Linked DNA regions of Callithrix jacchus: region 1 is linked to region 2. A link is a contact called in public Hi-C data. All regions are on one chromosome and are shown on one strand. The core of a region is the stretch at or near the end of the contact, and the rest is flanking DNA. Distances in the headings are between cores, read along the strand shown.

Evidence for each region. Hi-C and Micro-C count contacts between places; a contact is called where the count stands out from the background.
Region 1: a Hi-C map of skeletal muscle shows a contact between it and region 2, with 9 times the contacts expected there. The contact joins two enhancer-like sites. A contact is called at or near these places in 3 of 3 Hi-C or Micro-C datasets (induced pluripotent stem cells and skeletal muscle).

The regions. Positions count from the first base shown.
Region 1 is chr4:117,944,373-117,947,223 of calJac240_pri, reverse strand. All of the region lies in intron 10 of FYN (FYN proto-oncogene, Src family tyrosine kinase), which reads left to right. Among named protein-coding and RNA genes, the nearest start is that of TRAF3IP2, 88 kb to the right of the region's middle. Within about 2 kb of position 1,278, at least 9 of the 16 cell types and tissues checked have an H3K27ac peak or open chromatin away from gene starts, as enhancers often do. A contact at or near this core is called in skeletal muscle, where this site is marked.
Region 2 is chr4:117,902,563-117,905,796 of calJac240_pri, reverse strand. No RefSeq gene overlaps it. Among named protein-coding and RNA genes, the nearest start is that of TRAF3IP2, 46 kb to the right of the region's middle. Within about 2 kb of position 1,691, at least 3 of the 16 cell types and tissues checked have an H3K27ac peak or open chromatin away from gene starts, as enhancers often do. A contact at or near this core is called in skeletal muscle, where this site is marked.

The DNA of each region.
Region 1 (2,851 bases), core at 29-2,528, 42 kb before region 2:
AGTGGTCACCAAGTAAAAGTGTGGGATTAAATATGCAGTTTGCAATCGAATAGAGGCTCCTCTGTGAAATACAGTGTTTATAACTGGGGCAAGGGGGAACTTTTATTGTTGGTATTTTTACCAAAGCCTAGTCATCCCAAGCAAAGTACAGCGGTGACTGGAATGTACTACAGGGTGGTGCCTTCTACTGCATTCCATAATGGCCAGCTCTGAAGTTCATTTCTTTCTCTTTCTCCTTCTCCTTCTCTTTCCCTTGTACTCTTCCTCTTGATTCTTTCATTTCATGCCAGTTATCCTTTCCCTTCATTTGACTCCAAGAATGGAAGCATTTTTAGCAGTCTCAAGTGATGAGGGAAAATGTTAAACTAAGACCCTGGCTGCTACCGATATGTCCAAATGCTGAATTACATGTTGGTCAGACAGCTCAGCTATTTGAATTTCCCCAACACGTGGCAGTTTTTGTCCTGGAGCCAAATGCTCACACAGCAAACAAGCCCGTGCATTACACACACACACACACACACACACACACACACACACACCAGTGCTGGGCCAGATGGCGTGCTGTATCTCTAATCAAAGGCACACTGCAGCTTTGATTGGCACTGGCCATCCAGAGAGGAATGTGCATGTGATTTTGAGGCAAGGTGAGCCGAGAGGACCTGAGTGCCAGTGGATCTGAGACTTGCCCTGAATGAGGGAGTTTATCCTGAGGCAAGTCTGTCAGATCCCAGCTCCTTAGATGAGGAAGGAGAGTGGGCGAAGGTTGTGAGACATGAATATTTGATTTAGGAAAGGGCTAGAAAGAGCCGTGCATGCACCCTTCTCTGTGTGAATTGAGTTTTTCCCCCTTTTCCTGGACTTTGGACTCTACAGGGTTTGTGGTTAACGCTCATGAACCATGCGTAAATGAGGTTGCCGGGCCAGGAGCCAGAGGTGGCTGGCAGGGGTGCTGTTAACAGGGCCTGGATGTTGAGTCCATGCCACATTCACTGGAGTGAGGCTCCTCAGGCTGTGGCCCTGGGTGACTGGCACCCTCACTGGTTCCCCTCCCTCAGGTTGCTGCCCTCAGCCTGGCCCGCAACCGTTCCTCCACCTCAGCCATCCTGATGGCCCTTCTGCTGGCTGCGCAGCTCTGCCATCATGTCCCCGGATGCCGTCAGAGCCCCTTTCAAAAGGCCAGCCTCATAGCCTTTGTACTGCATTTCCTTAATTTTTAAATCAAGGCTCCCATCCTCCCTTCTTCAAACATTTTTCTTCTTTTTACCCTTTCCCAAACATCTTCAAATCCATGTCAAACACTAGAAAGAGAGAAGTAAGAAGGAAGCGAACTGGAGAACTGAACTGGGGGGAACATGATGTGGCGGGGAGGGGCAGATGTCCAAGGAGAATACAAGAAATGCTGTCAGGCAGCAGACAGGGAGGCAGGGGCAGAGTCATTTATAAATACCTTCCAAGTGCCAAGCCTCAGGGGAAATGGGAGGACTGGGCAGGGAAACAACAGGAATAGACTCAGAGGGGTTAAGTAACTTGTACGAAGTCACATAGCCAGTAAAATAGTGGAGCCAGGATTTGAATCCAGATATGGCTGACCCTGTTGCATCTACCATCCTAGGCTATGCTGACTGCTTCTCATCAAATCAGTGATAAAAGGAATAGAAAATAAAGATTTTCCCTTTTATTTAATGGGACTGTTTTTAAGGAGCACCTCCTAGTGTGCATGTGTGAGGGAGTTGGAGAGACCTTTCTTTTCCAGCACTGGGGCAACCCAGCTGTTTATAAAATTCCTCCTAAGGGCCTGTCCTGCCCTGGCCGCTTTATGAGGGAGAGGGAGCCTGGTGTGTGTCTGCTGGTGTACTCTGCAGATGGCATGTGTGCTGCGTGCTGAAGTTTCTGCTGGGAATTAATCAGCTCCTCCAGACAGCTGGTCCACATGCCTAATAATAGTTGCGAGTTGGGTTTTATGTTACCCACAGGCCACAGCCATGCTGCATCTTGATTATGGGAATGCAGGCAGCATTCAGAAACATGCGCCAAACACAGATATTTTAGGACCATGAATGGCAATTGTTTTCACAACAGTTGTGAGTTTCCCATCTCAGGGTGCACTGAAATATCTGTCACTCCTCAGGCAGATGAGGTGGCACTGCATAGGGCACAGGCAGAATTGGAGTGTGGAGCTGGGTTTCACAGTCCTTCCTGTGCAGCTTTCTTCCACCGCCCCCAGCCCACCCAGGACTGAGCAGCAGCCCATGTCAGGGAGGAGGTCAAGGCCAGGCCCTGAGCCTGCAAGGGTGGCCTTCTGCGGACATCAGTCTAGAAGCAACTAGAAATTTGGAGGGATTGCTTATTCTGTATTACCTGGACATCTCACTCAGTTATAGCAGATAGTTCTTTAGTTATAAACACTTTGCTAAATTCTGCCCAATCAGGATCTCTAAATAATGCCAACATCAGTTATTTGAGTGCCTTGTGTGTGAAAGGGACTTTTCTAGGAGCTACTGATATAAAGAAGCCTAAGATGGCATGGGATAGTAAGCAAGCATGATGAGGAACACGTACGTGGGGCATTGTTGAAGTCAGGTGGAACCAGCTTTGAAATCCAGCTCTAACCTGACAATCTTGGGCCTTTGCCAAGTTATTTAACTTTTCCATACTTCAGTTTACTTACCTGCAAAATGGAAAAACATTTTGTCTGCTGTATGCATTTTTCCGAAGATTAAGTGAAACAGTACATGTTAAGTGCTTAACAGGATGCCCAGCACATAGTGATAAATGTTGCTTGTTACTATTAGTGTATCTGGTACAACACTAAGTAGTTGGGGAATAATGAGTGAATGGATTGTAGATA
Region 2 (3,234 bases), core at 442-2,941:
GCCTAGGCAATAAAGCAAGACCCTGTCTCTGAAAAAAAAAAGTTTTTTAAAATAAATTCAGCCCTTAGAGTACTACCTTTCAGGGCAAACCTGTTTCCTTTGCCAGACTAATTCCTGTCTCTTCTACAAACTTGCTGGTCCCATGATGCTGAACTTTGAACCTCACAAATCTCAACACTTCTTATCTGTTGGGTGCCCATTCTGGTTAAGAAAAAGGGCCTTCCCTAATCCTAATACTCCTCCCCAGTCCTTCCATCTCTCTCCCCAACCGCTGCTACTGGCTGAAGATTTATTAGACACTAGTTTTGTACCTATGCCTCCTGCCACTTGCTATAAATCGTCTTTATGCAAATCGAAAAAGCTACCCTGCCTCAAGACACTTTGCTGCCATCTGCCAGGAAATTGTTGTAATAAATATGCAAAAGGATAATGACTAGAATGTGAATGGTGCCCCCTAGAATTGTGCAGTACACAACTGGCGCAACTATCTGTGACAACCCTGTAGTTTGAAATCACCTGAACTCTCCTGGAACCCTGTGTAAAAATCACAACCACCATAGGTCAGTCTTGCCTTTTTCTGACGGTTTGCAATTTCAAAATCTAAATCTTCTGCCATGATCAGAAATTGCCGAGGGGCAGTTTCTGGGAGAAACAGAGGCCCCAGACAGCAGTACCTATAAAATTATAGTGTTCTTCCAGCATTCTGCCCAAGCTTTGACCTGCTGCCTGGACAGATACAGCCGCAAACCACATTTGGTTGATTTTTCAGGAAGCATCCAAGTTAGAAAGCTGGTAAGGCTGAATGTTGGGGTGCAGGGCGAGGTGGACCTAGCTTGCGTTCAGGTCAACCACTATCCCTCTCTGGCTTTGGCGGCTTCATTTCTTGTTGACTGCCCCATCTGTTCCCCTCCCTCCTTCCCATTCAGCACAACCTGCACATACTGGGGATCTCTCACTACATAGCAAACCACTCCAAAACTTAGTGGCAGAAATAGAAACAGCCGTTTATTTTGGTCACGAATCTGCAATCTGGGCAGGACTCATCGAGGCCAGCTCACCCCTGTTCCACACAGCATCAGCTAGGGCAGCTCAAGTGTGGCTGGAGGAGCTGCTATCACAGTGGCTCTCAAGTTTCACACTGGCTCTGCATCAACTCGGCTGCTACGCTGATGCCAGCTGTTGACCTCAGGAGCTCAGCTGGGGCTACTGTTGGGAGCTTCAGTTCCTCTCCACTTGGGCTCCCATGTGTGCGTGGGCTTGCTCACACGGTGGTGCCCATGCTGAATGACCCCAGATGACTCATCATGAAGTAGTGACAAGCTGGCCCCACCCAGTTCTGCCCAAATTTCAAATCTCTGAACAAAACAAATGATCGTGGTTTTAAGCCATTAACTCTTCAGATAGTTTACTCTGTAGCAATCAATCATGAGAATGTATACTCTATGCTAAATGTTGCATGAATCCATTCCCACATCTTTCTAGGGTGCCTCCTGATGCTGCAGAGTCTAGGAAGCCAAAAACTACACTGCCCAGACTCTCTTTTCATTAGGATCATGACTGTAAGTTCAGCTACACCAATTAGATGAGTTTGCACAAAGCTTGGAAGGCGGAGGCCAACATCTTGCAGCTTTTGGCTACTTTCTGAAGCAAGTTCATGGAGCCACTGATCACCATTCTCCAGTTTCATGGGCAACAAGAATCTCAAGGACGTGGCAATGGCTAGGTTCCTCTGCCTAGCAAATGTGGTAGTGGCAGTAATTCATGCTGTTCCTGGCTTCTGACCACTTTCTGACCTTGGCTTACAGCCGTGATGTTCTTGCAGTCAGTAGTTCCAATGGCAGCTTCCTGAGTCCATTTTCCTGATTGTGGCAGAGGCGATAGCTCCCCTGGCAAATTGCTTTTACCACTTTCTGGGAGCCATCCTCAGAGGCCCAGCCTAGAGCCCTCTCTTGCAGCCCCTCCAACAAGTTTGCAGTTCTTTATGTTATATTCTTTTTTTGCTTAAAAACCTTAGTGTGGTTTCTATTTCTTACACAGAACCCTGTCACAGATATCCAGGTGATCTCAAAGGTTTGTCTCTTCTCAGTCTTTCTTTTGTTCTTACTTGTTTGCTTTCTCTCATTTAATCATTCCTTTAATAAATATTTATGGAATGTCTGCTCTGTGCCAGGCACTGCACTAGACCCTGGAGAAAAATCAATTAACTAAACAGACATGGCCTCTTCATGAGATGAGGTGCGGCAAAGACCATGAGGCAGCAAAAAACAACCCTTCGGTCCAATAGGCCCCTGCTTGTTTTTGTATATAATGTTTTCTTGGAACACAGCATACTCTTTCATTTATGTCTTGTCCGTGGCTGGTTTTGCCCAACAATGGCAAAGCTGAGAAGTTGCAACAGAGACTGTATGACATATGATGCCAAAAACACTTACTATCTGGCCCTTTTCAGAAAAAGTTTGCCAGCTCCTGTATTGGATAAGCAAAACTCCAAGTTAACTCCTGTAGTTCCCCAGAGCCAATCAATTGTTCTTTCTGTTGATTCTGCAGCCCCCAACCCTTGGACTGTGGACGGGTACCAATCCATGTCCTGTTAGGAACTGGGCTGCACAGCAGAAAGTAAGTGGGTGAGCATTACCGCCTGAGCTCTACCTTCTGTCAAATCAGCAGCGGCATTTAGATTCTCATAGGAGTGCAAACGCTATTGTGAACTGTGCACGTGAGGGATCTAGGTTGCAGGCTCCTTAGGAGAATCTAATGCCTGATAATCTGAGGTGGAATGGTTTCATCCTGTAACTCTCCCCCCAACCCCCACACCCACCCCCAGGCCATGGAAAAACTGTCTTCCATGAACCTGGTGCTGGTGCAAAAAAGTTGGGGACACTGGCAGACACCATATAGCACCATGCATGATGCTAAACACTTCATGAGAATCCTCTAAGTTAATTCTCACAACAACCTTCAGGATACATGATAATCATCTCTGTTCTACAGACAAGGAGACTGAGACTTAGAGGGATGTGGGTTTAGGTGACTGGGAGGATGGCGATACAGAAGAGGAATAGAAAGCAGGCAGAAGATGACAAGCTCAGTCTGAACTCGCGGCACGTGGGGCACCTGCAGATAGGGCTATCCTGGCAGATTTTCTTCTTGGTGTGGATTTCGAGTCTGGACAGCTTTTAAGTTCAAATCACAGTTCTACCACTGACTAGCTATGTGACTTTGGGCAAATTACTT